Linked DNA regions of Mus musculus: region 1 is linked to region 2. Evidence: chromatin contacts called from public Hi-C data. All regions are on one chromosome and are shown on one strand. Each heading gives the region's core, a stretch centred on a gene start, on an enhancer-like site or on the middle of the called end of the contact. The rest is flanking DNA. Distances are from core to core; before and after follow the strand shown. Region 1 holds the start of 4930523C07Rik (RIKEN cDNA 4930523C07 gene). Region 2 has its middle 73 kb from the start of Gm31667.

Region 1 (7,228 bases), core at 742-3,241, 91 kb before region 2:
ACGACCATTGCTCCATCCTTTGTATGGTTTCACTTTTTACTATTATATAATGTACATTGCTCTGAACTGTGGTTTGTTTCCTAGTGTCTATTTGCCAGTCTGGTGGCTCTTTGAAAGTACAAACTACATCATCGCCTTAGATTCCATAGCCCTGGCACATTGCCCAACACACAGTAGGTACAGTGATGCTTAGCTAATGAGTGTGCCCCTTCCACGTTAAAACTGGTGCAGAAGCCTGCTGACTGTTTATTATCTTCTTGGGTTTGATCCTGTGGCTTTCACCTCTTTTGATTCTGTAGGCAAAATGTTGACAGTGCCCGAAATGTTGTTTTGTAATGGGCCTCTTTCCTAGAACGGTGTCATGGGTATAGAAGGGGAGGCAGAATTTCAGAAGAAGGGAGGTACCAGGCCAAGGGAAGACATATCAGACTAAGTGGTTGATAGATCTGAATTTTAGCTCAAAGCTAGGAGAGACCCTTGCAAAACTATCCTACCCATAACTATAGAATGTGAAAATTTAATTAAAAAAAATTACAAAACACAAACAAACCAGACACAGCTGCGTTTAACGCAGCAGTACCTTTCAGTTGCAGGGCTCTTTAGGTGGCGTTGATAAACTTTGTAAAAGGGTTAAGAACAAGATGCACCCGTGTCCATTTAAGACTTGTTCTTGGTCCCCAACAATACTTCAGAATGAAGATTCCCTAAAATTAGCTCCAGGTTCTCTCTCTCTTTCCAATGGTGGATGTAGCATAAAGGCTTTGGCAGGCAGGAGCTTGGAGTGGCTTGGGTGCTGCATTCCTAGCCTTCCTCATTGAGCAGACTGGGCAGAGCAGGCCTGCGGATTCTCATGGCTGGCTGGCTGGTGTTCATTAGGGCAAGCACTAGTCTTTGCTTTGGGTTCCCTTTCAGATAGGCAGGACTGGTGTTGAAAACAACAGCTATCCGGCTATCATTTACTTAACTACTGTTACACAAATCATTCCTACATAGCCCTTCAAAACAGGACCTGCTGTGTTTTCCAATCCACCTTTCTGGGTGGGAAGAAGATCAAGGACCATTTAGAGAGTTGGGAAAGTTCAGGAAAAAAAATGTGTCACACAAACTCTCTAGAGACTCAGAATGGCATACAGATCTCACTCCACCCCTTGGCTCCAGGCCACATTTTCAGTCTGGTAAGTCTTTTAGCCCCATTGAAATTATAGTTTCTTTTAGAATGAGTTTGTTTGTTTGTTTGGTTTTGTTTTGTTTTTAAATCCCAGAGGGTATGATTTTAGGAGCATCTCAAATACTGACTTTGCCCGTTTAGACAATGTCCATCTGGTCCTTTTCAAATGGCTCCTACCTGCAGCTGGTGTCAACTGGAGCTGAGAACTCCACCCCAAACTCCAGAGGAGCCCATGTGTCAGGCCAGGAGCAGAGAGAAGGTGAGAGACCTCTAGGAGGAAAGAATGAAAGCAACTGTGCAAACGGCTTCTTAGAAATAACCCCTTTATCTCACTTCTCTCAGGGGCGGATTCACTCTTCTATGGGAAAGTCCCCTTCCACAGCGGGGCAGCTCCCAAACTTATTTTGAAAACAACAGCACAAAGCGATACAGAAAGTTTTGAAACTCACCTTTGGGTCCGTTGGAAGGCTTCCCGCCGGCGGGACCGCTGGCTCTGTTCCGGTGCTCTGAAGTGACTTGGGCACAAGGGTGAGGTCTGGGTCCCTGCTCCTGCCTCTCCCTCCCACTGCCAGGTCCCGGGAGAGAGGCGGCGCTGCCGGTCAGTGGGTGCCACCAGTGTGATGTGGAGGAAAGCGCCCCCTGCGTCCCTGGCTGAGGTTTCACCGCACCCAGCTCTGCTACTGAGGTCAGGAACGCAACTTCCTGAATCTGACTGGCTGGCTCTGTCTCTCCTCAGCCCAACTCCTACCTTAAACTAGGAGGCACACGCCACAGCACACGCAGCGCGGGTGTCCTTCCTCCGGGTCTCCCGGCCAGTGTCCCCACTCCGCCCCACTGTGACGTTCTTTTGCCCCTCCGCCCCGAGCACGCCTCCTTCAGGACGCCAGAGCCAACTTTGCTCACAGACGCGCCAGTGTTCCCAGAGACGTGGGGTGTAAACTCCCAACCCTGGCCTAAGGAAAAAATAACAGCCCCGTGCTGTGGAATAAAGTCACCTTCCAGGAAAAGGGCTGGGGTGTCTAAAGGGAGAGCAATCCCCGGTGCCTCGTGACAAGGTATCTTTGTGTGTGCGCTCCATGGGAGTTACCTGGAGATGTTAGGAGCGCAGGAGGCAGGGACAACTAACTTCAAAAGTTCTCCCTTTTCATTTTATTTACTCCTTGTGAGCTTATATTCAGATCTCTTGTTTGTCTAACTCCGCCCCCAAATGTAAAGGTGGGGTGGTAGAGAGCTTGCTCAGTGCCTCCAAGGCTTCTGCAGGGAAGTTGGGAAGGTGTGATAGGCAGAAGCGGCTGTGGAGTATCTAGGGGCTTCCCCGGAATGACCTTGAGAGATCTTGCCATGATAAAGACCGGAGGTTCTACTCATTGGATTGTAGGTGTCAGGAGGGTGCGCAGCTGGTGCTTGCTTTCCAGTGGCTGGGCCTGAGCCATAGGGTCCTTCGGCCTTTGGGTGCCTGAATTAAAATGATTGGTGAAGCTAACTGTCACAACCGGGAAACAAGAGAGTTCCGGTTTACTCAAGAGAAGCCAGCTGGCTCTGGGTTGAAAGGCCAAAGAGAAAACCCAGCATTCATCCAGAAATGCCAAGGATAGTTGGTCCTGTAGTCTTCTTCCAAAGGCAGATTAAGTAGAGGTTTTCCCCCAGAAATCCCACAGAGAGAACTCGATCTAGATCTGTTGTTGTTCCTTTGAAACCGAGTCTCACTATATAGCCCCGGCAGGCCTGGAACTCACAATGTAGAAACAGGTTGGCCTCACAGAAATTTGCTGGGTTTAAGGACGTGTTTCACTATGCCCTACATAGATCTAGATTTGAATGATAATAAGAAGAGTGGTCCAAGTGATCTGTTGTGGGGGTGGGGTTGGGGGTGGGAGTAGTACGGTTAAGTGGGTAGGGCAGGGGGACGATCAGGCTCTGAAAGAAGACAGTTTTAGCAAGAGACAGCTATAGATGGATTCCACCAACAATTTAGTGGTGGATGGAAGGCTTCCATTGTGTGTCAAATCTGAAGCAGGGGTCTAGGGTCTAATGGACCAGGGAGCTGGAGGAAGACAGGCTTGGGGAATGACAGGAAACCTTAAGTGCAAACCCGGTGCGGTGATTGGAGACCGAGTCTCCCCCAGGACCTACACCGGACCTGTGTGAGATGTAATTTGCCCCCTTCCCCTGAGGATGGGGAGTAACTTTCTTCTGCAAGGTCATTGCTAATGTATAGTGGAGTTGAGATCTGAGTCTGAGTAGTTCTATCTAGTCCAGCCTATCCCTCATCACCATATCATCATCAGGAGAGAGAGTGGCTTCTATGGACAACTTCTGGGTTAACACCTGCTGAGCAGGGGGGAAGACAGTGGAAAATACTTTCCTGAACAACTTTATGGACAGGCTAGGCTGATGGTCACAATGCTTTCCAGAAACAACAACAACACAGAGAAATGAAGAACCTAAGGCAGTCACCATGAGCTCAGCACTTCAAAAACCAGATGCTTATCTGTAGGGCGGCATCCCAATGTTGTCTTAGTCCACAGGAAGACAGATCCAGAAAAAGTCTAGAACCTATCAAGTAGCAGCGACGTTGTGGCAGTCAAATCAGGGACTTACTAGATGACAAGATGCTTGGTAGGCTGTTATTGAGTTGCCAAGGCTACAGGGTCTATTGATGTTTTAACGTAATGAGTGAGCATCTGGCCAGCAGGTTTTCCTTTGGGGTGAATGACGCATCCCTTATGAGAAAACAAGTTAGAGCACCCACCTACTGTGTCTCCCCTTTGGCGGTGAAGTCTCAACTTATATGAACTCATGAATGGCCCCAGGCAACCACGGTGCTGGTGCAGTCTTTAAAAGCTTTCTTGTTTGAGGTAAGGATCTTTGAAGGTAGTCAAGAGGTGAGTGGACTCTAAGTGGAGTGAAATGGAGCGTTGACACATCTAATTAAGAAACAGAAAGCCCCCAAATAGCAGATTTGTGAACCAGGACTGAAAATTTAAAACCTTTTTGTGGGTGACCACCCCTCACTGGCTTTAGCACCTGAAGAGCTCTGGTTCCATATTAAGAGTGTTAAGGACAAAACCTGTGGGTTCCCTCTCTGCTGGTGTGGGAACTGACAGGGTATTAAACATCACGTTTTAGCCTGTGTTGAAGGTGAAGACTAACTGCACTCATTCTCTCTTTGTGCTGTCCTATTTCTGACAGGTCAATGGCAGTGTTGGCCAGGACGGATTCATCTGTGCAAGCCATCTGTGGGAGACAGTTTCCCATTAGGTCATACACCCTGAGTGCAGAAATCAGAATAGTGTTGTGCGGCAACAACAAAAGGGGGTGGCTTTTTCAGTGTGGGAAATATTTAACAGAGAATATTACGTTATTATCACCTAAAACAGGTGCATTCTTGCCTGCAATGCTCTACGAGGCTCGGGCATGTCCAGCCACTTACCACTGCGACACAATAATGCCGTCTACAACATTTGCACAGAGACTGAAATAAAAACACCTACACCTCTCAGTGTTTTAAGGCAGTTTATGATTTTGTGCTAGTCTGCATGTAGAGCTACCCTTGGCTACATATGGGAGCAGTTCCTGAGTTGGAGAGGCTTGGGAGAAACGAAAGCAGGGGTACCGGAAGAAGGCAGAAGGGCTGCTGGCCAGACAAAGGCTGTTAGGGGAAATGGCGAAACCCTAAGATGAGCACAGACTTGTTCTTCAGATCCTGAAATGCAGCAGCCTCTGAGAAAGGCAAGTTCAGGACAAGTTGGTGGGAATACTCCTTCACACAGTGGATAATGAATTTGTGGAATGGATTATCTCCCAGAGGTGGCTAAAGCTGGCAACGTAAGTGGATTTCGGAAAGCTTTGGACAGAGGTGTGAATGACAGAACTATAAAAGAGAGATGAGGAAAGCTGAGTAGACCTAGTGCTTGGGAGTTCAAGGTGGACCCACAGTATGGACCTCTAGTCTTTGTAGCCAAGCAATCCTAGCCTCCCAAGAGCTAGGATTTAAGCCAATGGGTGGTCCCAACACTCCCACCCCGTCTTACTGTCTCTGTAGCCTCTGTTTCCTATAGGCAACAAGACTGTTCTTTTTTTTTTTTACCTAAGTCTTATTCATTTAAAGCATGTTGTTCTTTCATTTTGCCTATCAGCTTCTGAAAAGATTTTGAATATGCCTCCAGACTCTTCATTATATGGATTTCTGGCAATCATACTTCTATCAGACTTTCCTTCTAAATTTTCAAATTTGGACACAAATGACTCGAATTTTGAAAGCTCCTCTGAAGAAAAACACTAAGGATAGACTTTTCTCAGGAATAGTTCCTGGTGTGACATACAATGTGTCCTCAGTGCTACATGGAGGATTCTGGGCAAAAATCTTGTTTTATTGCCACTGTGCCAAATCGTGACATTGGCGCTGGAGGGGGAGTTAAGGAAACTCTTGGTCCTCTCATCTAATTAACCCATTGCCCCCCCCCAGTGTTTCCCCCACAGTCCACCACCCCTGTGTTCCATGTACCTTCTTTAGTGTTTCTATATGTTATAGGAAACAGCTCTCGGCCCCACCTCCTGGAGAATAAGGGTGACTCCGAGGGGGTGGTTTTTGTATTTCAGGGAACTAAGGGGCTCAGTTTTCATTCCCAGTGTCTGGTTCATAGTAGCCCAGTGCTGTTTTCAAAGTAGTTCTACAGCAAGATGGCCAGCCTTTGTGAGTGGGCTGCCCGGCTGCCTGGAGCCCTTTGCAGAATTGAGCGTTGGCTTTGTTAATGTAAACAGCAGGTTTCTGGATTCCATTCTCATGTTGGGCATACCAGAGCAGGAGAGCCCACAGAGCTCTCATGTTGTCCCTTTTCCCGGTTTCCTTTGTCACCTGCTCTTCTTGTGGATGACTTTAATTATTGATTTATTGAGTGAGTCCACTGTATGCGGTCCCAACGCCTACACAGAGCAGGTAAAACATTTCTTGTCACTTTAGTGGAGAGATCCCTGGGAAACCCCAGCTTACTCTGCCCAGCTCATTCATTGTGGCATGAGGTTTCCTGAGACAAAAGCTGTTCAAGCCTCTTGCCCTGAGGGCCCATGAAATAGCCGAGGCTTTGAAATTTGCTTCCTTGACTACTGTAGTGACTCAGAACATCAATGTTGCCACAAACAAACTTCCTGTCCCCAGGCTGGCTCTTTCATAACAGGTAAAAGGAAGGGCTTGGAAGGAAAAAAAGAAAGAAAAAAAGAAAGAAAGAAAGAGAGAGAGAGAGGGAGAGAGAGAGAGAGAGAGGAAGGAAGGAAGGAAGGAAGGAAGGAAGGAAGGAAGAAAGGAAGAAGAAAGAGAAATGAGGAGAGAGCCCTCATTTACCAGGTTGTAGGAGTGAGTTTTAACTGCCGGTGATGTGTTGCTTTCTTTGTGCCAAGGTCTGTACTATGCGTCAGTAGAAAACTGTTTATAATGAAAGGTTACACTCTGTAATTTAGATTTAAGGGCAATGAGGCTGGAATACTCATAGAAATTTTCTTAATAAAGGTGGGTTGACCAAAATATAGAGCTACAAAAGAATCAGAAAATGCAGTGAGTGAGAGGCCGCTGGCTGGGTAAAAGCACGAACAAAGGTGGTGTTAAAATGGTTCAAACAAGGCAGGGCTCCCCCCGACCCCCACTGAAAAATTCAAGATTATGAAGGAAAAGCATTAGCAATAATTTTGCTACCCTGAAATAACTACTGCAGTATTTTGGTATAGGTTATTCTAGTCCCCTTATGAGGAGATTAGAGTTAGAATTTCTATGTAGGTAGTTAATGTCACTCCAGATTTTTGCTTATCATGAGGGGTAAATCTAGTGACTTGTTATAGCATTTATTTGAATGAAGAGAGACTGAATTCAGACACTTCAGTGGGTGAAAAGGACATCATATATTCTAGCTTTTGCCTTTATTTATCTATAACTTATTGATTGATTGAGTGTGTGTGTGTGTGTGTGTGTGTGTGTGTGTGTATGGCGTGGCACGTCACAGTCTGAGTGTGGAGGACAAAGGACATCTTGTGAGTCAGTTCTCTCCTTTCACCGTGTGGTCCTGGGTA
Region 2 (6,763 bases), core at 607-3,106:
CCAAAAGGAAATGGGTACAGCTATTTTAAGATTAGAAAAGCTAAAATCCTGACTGGAGATAAAGGGGTTCACGAGAGAGAGAGAGAGAGAGAGAGAGAGAGAGAGAGAGAGAGAGAGAGAGTTTAAAAGTATGCATACCTTAATAACAGGACTTCTAAATAGTCAAGAAAATGAAACTTCAAGTGGAAATAGATACAACCATAAATCACGGTTTGTCATTTAATAACCCTCCCCATAACAAGCTGATAATATAAGCACTGGAATATAGGGTATTGAACAACATGGTGGAAACTTTTGACTTCATTGATATATATCGTCTTGACCAGCATAGTGCATGCAATATTTAAAAGTATAAGGGATATTTACCAACAGTGGTTATGTTATGAGACATAAAGCAAGTCTTAGTGAAATCTTAGAGGACACTCTTATTTGTTTATCTTTTGACATAGGGTCTCACTGTGTAGACCAGGCTGGCTTTGACTCACAGAGATCCACAGGCCTCCCCCTCCAGAGTTCTGGGATTAAAGGCATGTGCCACCATGGCTGATTAACAAAATCTTAGAAGTTGAAAACTATAGTGTGACCCTTCTGAGTACTATTCAAATAAGCTAGAAATCAATAGTAAAAGTGATAACCAAAAGAGTTAGCATCTAGTTAGAATCAGAAAGTGCTCCTGAGAAATACAGGTCCTTATAGAATTTAGAAAACATTATTATAATAAAGACATTATAATAAAAATATTGCAACCCAAAATGTGTGAGAATTGTGTTACTAAACTTTTTACATAATTAAAAAGTTAATCAAACACAGCAGTATGAAGGCACCAGCACAGCTTGATGATTTTATCTCAAGAGTACAATGTTTTAATGTAGAAAATGTATTGTGTTTTTATATTATACTACATTACTAGATGTATGGAGGGAAATTATATAGTAGCCTCAATGGGAGCAAAAATTGTCATCATTTACTGTAAACTTTCAGCAAACTGTTAGTAAAAAGGAATTTGTTAAAAATAAAATGAGGAGAATCTTCAACAAGGAAGGGGGTAGAGAAAATATTACTCATAATGGTTAAACTTCAAAAACATTCTCTTTTAAATAGACACTAAGATAGGAAGATACCATAGAAAGGGCAGTGGATATAGAGAATAATGATATATATACATTGACATGACACAATCAAACCCATTTTTGCATATGCTGACCCAAAAATTAATGGAAAAGGAAATAATCTAGAAAAGATAAGAATGGTGGCTCTTAGCACTTTTCCCAACCTTATTCTAAAGCCTAAAGAGTCCAGCCAATGAAATACACCCCAAAAATATATGTAGCTCAGATAGAACCAAACCCCTAACATTGCATTATTCAAAAATATAAATACTGTAGAGAGTTTTGTAGACTCTCAGCATAAATTATCAGAATTAATAAATTTAGTAACATTGCTAGAGACCTCATATAAAAAGTTCTATTATATTTCTGTATGTCAGCAACAGTTAGAAAATAAAAAATTTACACACAAGATTATGTGAAGTACTGCTTTAATAATTTACAATGTTATGAAACACTTTGTAAAAGGGAGTAATTTACAAGGCTGTGGGACATACTGAGTCTGCCATTCAGTGGATGTATCAAGAATTCAGTACCTTGAGAAGTCTTCACATGGACCAGACCTTAGGGTTGCCTTTTTGCCATGAACCCTTGGATGAGGCCCCTTCCTCTGGAAAAAGCTTCAAGTGTGTTTATTACTTGCAATAGTAGATCAGGGGATTTCCCAAGGCTGTTGTTCCTTGACTGTAAAGTCTAGCCACTCCGTGTATGTATCATCCACCAGGCAGACTTGGGTTGAGGAAAGCCAAAATGCAGGCTGCTTGCTCTGCATGGGTAATAGCACTTTCATCTCTGCAGGAGCTTCCTGTCTCCTGCCAGCATCATAGAGCAGAAATAGCACAACTTCTTAGCTTGTAAGTAGTGTAAAATCAAATCTCACCCCCAAAAAGTACCCAGCAGTTAATCTAATAAAAGATGGGTAAAATCTCTTAGAGGAAAAACTACAACCCTTCACTGGGAGACATTAGAGAAGTCAGGCAAGCTGAGGGATTCTCAGTGACTGGAGCACTCAACATAGTGAGGAGGCTTCTGACTCTGAGTTGATATACAGATTCAATATTACAGATATTTCATAGATTAGATAATTAATTTGGATATGTACAGTCATGAGCAGTCACACTTATATGACGAAAAAAAAAAAAGTCTTGTCATGTAGGTATCACAGATTATCTTAAAACCACAATAGTACCAATGGTGTGGTACTGAGGACAAGGTTGGCAGAAAGGCAATATGAGAAAGGTGACGTTGAAGAACTATTGTGGTAGATTTTCAAATAAATCATAACGAGATAATATCCTGTGAATATGAAAAGAAGTGAGGGGGAAAAAAGCAGAGTCAGAATAAAGTTGGGCTTCTTATACTGTGTTGTAGTAAATAGAATTGTATGGTTAAATCAGGCCAATAGAGGAGACATCATGTAAGTATTCTCAAAACAAAACAAAACAAAACAAAACAAAACAAAACAAAAAAACCACACACATAAAACCACCCAGGTAGATAAAAAACCCAAAATGTGACAGCAAAGTCACAAATCTGTTGAAAGTAGGAGAATAGATTCACGTTTCAGGTTTAAAACAGACCATCAAACAATTACTGTGTGAGTACCCTGGAACCAGAAAATAATTTTTATTAAAGACACCATAAAGGAAGAAAGGCAAACCCAAGCCACAACGAGATCTCTGCAATGCACACGACTGACAAGCGCTTCCTGTGCAGATGTCCAAAAATAACTCCCGTCAACAAGAAAGCGACAAGGAGCCCAGTAGAAATGCCTTAATGAGTTACCCAGATCTTCCAAATTTGACATATTTTATTATACAATATCAGGAAGGCACATTCTCAACATCACAGTGATCTCATCAGACAAGTTCTTAAGTATTAGGGAGCTGTCAAGCCTACTGTGGCAGATATACGATTTTCAACATTCTAATTTTCTCGGGGAGCTCAGATTGGATCACTGGTGAAAAAAAAATCAAATACTGTTGATTATTCTCCTTGAAGTGACAGGCTCAGTTGGTTCGTTTTTTTTGAAGAAGTGTCTGCCAAATACCCAATCTAAAACACCATAGTTTGCCTGTCATTTGTGCCTCCAAGTGAAAATGGTGTTTATTTCAGAAAACACAGCTAGCACAGCTGGCGACTCAGACAATCGCACAGGTTACTTTTTATGCCCCCTGTGAGAATTGTTCTGCTTGGGCAGGCTGTAGATGTGTGTCCACATTATTCTTGCTTGCTCATATCATGGGTAAGAGATGCCTTCTGGGTTACAATTTTACTTCTTTATTAAGGTTACTCTTTTTTAAATTTTCTTTTCCTGTCCAAGACAGTTTCTCTCTATTATATAGCTCTGATTGTCTTGGAACTCACTATGTAGATGAGGCTGTCCTGGAACTTGCAGAGATCTGATTGCCTCTGCCTCCTGAGTGAGTGCTGGGGTTAAAGGGATATCCCACTATGCCAGGCTCAGGGTCATTCTTAAATAAAACCAACATTTGGATGTTTTCTCTTCAAGTAAAGAATATAATCATTTTAAGTCTGTTGTCATTGCCTTGGTCCGTGCTAAGAGCCCTGATGTTGGGCCCACTATTAGTACAAATGTCAAAACAGTGAAGTCACACCATAAGTTACTTGAGCATAGTTTATGGGCTTCCTGAAGATGTGGCTTTGTAGCGCTTGACAATGGCTCCCCTAGGTGGGTGATTTCTCCAGCATCTACAACATGGTGGCAAGAATGGTACTTGAAATCCAGGTGTTTTTGGCTCAGTTTTCAGCAGTGGAATGACACAGAACCATTCTGGCTGATCTGGTAATATGGGTACTTTTTAACCTTTTTTTTTTTTTTTTTTTTTTTTTGAGACTTGTCAGGTTTAAAACTTGCTTTGTAGAGCAGGTTGACCTGGAACTCACAGATATAGAGCCACTCAACACTGCCTCTTAAGTGCTGGGATTAAAGGCTCACACCCCAATGCCAGGGTAACATGAGCACTCTCTTAACATATCCTACTTGGAAATATGTCGGCAGGTCCTTAGAAATGAATGTAGTAAGGCCAAAAATGTGGGGTGGGGGGAGAAAGGCCATGTTTCAACTTTTTCTTAAGCACCACCCTCTTACCTCTTAAAAGACTGGCCAAGATGTCATTAACCTATTCGTTACACCATATAATATACTTATTTTATAGGTTAAAATGTTTTTAGTGTTTTAAACTAAGGTTGACCTGAGGATGTCTCAGAACTTAGAGTCCTTAGAACATGAATTAATTGAATGCTTTATTCGGAAGGGTTCCTCAGGAAGATGGTTCAGCCTCAGCCGATCTGTGCAGTGGAGATGTAGTCTACCACTGGTGAGCGACTGGCCACGTTAAAATACAGCAGTGTCTGAATGCTACCTAGTCAAGCTGTTTCTGATGCTAATTTCTGGTTTTATCCACAAATACTGCTGCCCCTGTTTGCAGCAAAGTTCTCGGAACTTCATTTGGCTCTGAAGGCTGCCTAACTTGCCTTTATTCAAATTCTGTTCAATTTAATGTATGTGAACTTCTTCTCTTGAAAATTCCAAATAACAGAAACTGGCTTTAACAAGGAAACAACAGCAACCAAAAGGTGGGGACGTATTCAAACTCCAGGTCAGAGCTGACCCAGCCTCTTTGCAATGTAATCAGAGCCCAGCTTTTCCTGCTGTCTTGGTTTAACCTCATATAGTATCGGCTTCCTGCTGAGCCTGTTTTGTTTTCGTTTTTCATTAAAAGAAATGTATGCCATTGGCTCTAAAGGCTTCACCCACACACCACAAAATTCATAGGTAGTTAGAATATCATTTCTCAAGGCCAACCAAAAACATTTAGTGTAATATTTTTGGACCTATTTGGGACATGTGGTCACCACTGGACTGGTAATTGTGCTGATTGGTTTAGGCCTGGACAACTGTGTCCCTAGGTCATATTTGTAAAGGAGGTATGGTCTTTCCTCACTTTCCTCAAAGGGATTCCTTGGTTTTAACTGGGGCGGGAGGATTGCAACTGGCATCTAGTTGGTAGAGCCAGAGGTCATACGAAACATCCCACAGTGCACAGAACCTCCTGTCCTGTTGCTTATAATGCCATGTAGAAACCACTGTATGATCACAGAGAATTGTCTCGTTCAGAATGTCAGTAGTGCCAAGAATGGGAAATGCAATCCCAGAGGAAGATGTCAAATTCAGGGTGAAACTGGAGCAAAGGGAAAGAAAATGGACATGGGGAAACAAGCATCAAGTCTTCACACACACATTTCCCAGGCTCTAGGCCACTAGAGAGTCTTTCCTTTGGAAACTCAAGGATCATTTGTCTAGTCTCAAACCCCACTTGGGAAAGCAGAACTCATTTTTTCCTTTTCATTAGAAATATGAATGGGATTGAAGTGTTGTTGATTGAATAAGTATGGTAATATCTGAAGTAGGAGTTTATATAAACTTACCTTAGGTAGACCTAAGAATTATGATTTCTCCAAATTATTATGTTGTCTGTGGTTTCATTGCCTCCCACGTCACCAGCTAGATATGAAAGAAGCTGACTCCATGCTCACATCAAACTCTCTTATAATACTAGATTCTGTGAGATGGAGCTCCCAAAAGATTTGCAGAGATCTGCATGGTACTTTTCTCTACAAGCAAGAGAAAGCCCAGACTGTTGGAAATATCCTCTCAATCCATCCTGCTCCCTAGACATGGTATTTTTCATTTTGACTTGAATTCGTAGGGGGGAAAGGAGGCAAGGAACTTAAAATGCCTTTACCATTTTTGTTTTGGCTTCTTTTTGAGTCATCTTGAATGTATATCCCTGCCTCTTCCCATAGCTATTCCACAACAAGTTTTACCCATTCTATTTAAATCCCTGCATCAGGGTCTTATACGTAGTCCTAGCTGGCCTGGAACTTACTATGTAGACCAGGCTAGCCTTGAACTCATTCAGATATGCCTGCCTCTGCTCCTGTGCTGAGATTAATGACCTCAAGCTGATCGTATAGTCCTGAGTCCTCGCTTTGGCTCTCTTAGCACCATCTGGCACAGCTGATCTTTCTTTGCCTTGGTTCTTCCTGGTTTTTAGGCCTTCTGGATTTCTTCTCACTTCCCTACCCTTTCCTTTTCATGTTCTTTTTTCCTTGGCCTCTTGAAGTTGGAGTTCTCCACTACTAATTCTAATCCCCAGGCTTGCCAGGAAGAAAACAGCCCAAGATGCAATACCAGAAATAATAAGCCAATACAAAGAATATATTACGGAAGTTAGCTCTTTTGATGTTACTTCAACTGATGGCCAGGGGAGTGTGGGAGCCGAGGGACTCAGTTCTATTGAAGATGTAGATAACACAAATTGGACTTGTTTTGTTCTTTTCTCTTTTTTTTTTCATGCTGTGGGGGATGGTCATAAGGGTGGCTGCAGACATGACAGCACTGGGAAGTGAGGGTGACAGGGTATATGATGAGAAATTCCCAAAGAATCAATAAAAATATTATGTCAGAAAAAAGAGTGAATTAAAAATTTTTCTGAGAAACAAAGAGTGAGTTAAAAACTTTGCTGAGAAACAAAAAAAGAAACAACAACAACAACAACAAAAACTAAAAAGAAAGAGATAATAATTAACATAGACACCCACAGTCAGTAATCAAAAAAATGAAAAAAAAG

What was found. A called contact is a pair of places that touch in the nucleus more often than the background predicts.
Region 1: a Hi-C map of B cells shows a contact between it and region 2, with 56 read pairs. The contact joins the promoter of 4930523C07Rik here to the enhancer-like site in region 2. A contact is called at or near these places in 3 of 39 promoter capture datasets (the C10 cell line, pre-B cells and stem cell-derived epiblast-like cells), 1 of 15 datasets of contacts at CTCF or cohesin (large pre-B cells), 6 of 484 Hi-C or Micro-C datasets (B cells, conventional dendritic cells, germinal center B cells and 1 more), 7 of 115 datasets of contacts at active chromatin or transcription factors (CD4 single positive thymocytes, CD8 T cells, bone marrow-derived dendritic cells and 4 more) and 3 of 9 other capture datasets (adipose tissue, liver and pancreatic islet).

What each region holds. Positions count from the first base shown.
Region 1 is chr1:160,039,143-160,046,370 of GRCm38.p6, reverse strand. It overlaps 4930523C07Rik (RIKEN cDNA 4930523C07 gene), which reads right to left and starts at 1,991. Exons shown (of 3, transcript NM_001162896.1): 1 at 1,618-1,991. Gm37294 (predicted gene, 37294) reads left to right here and starts at 2,054. Exons shown (of 2, transcript NR_168324.1): 1 at 2,054-2,223; 2 at 4,361-4,670.
Region 2 is chr1:159,948,819-159,955,581 of GRCm38.p6, reverse strand. No RefSeq gene overlaps it. Among named protein-coding and RNA genes, the nearest start is that of Gm31667, 73 kb to the left of the region's middle. Within about 2 kb of position 1,856, at least 24 of the 459 cell types and tissues checked have an H3K27ac peak or open chromatin away from gene starts, as enhancers often do. A contact at or near this core is called in B cells, CD4 single positive thymocytes, germinal center B cells and 2 more, where this site is marked.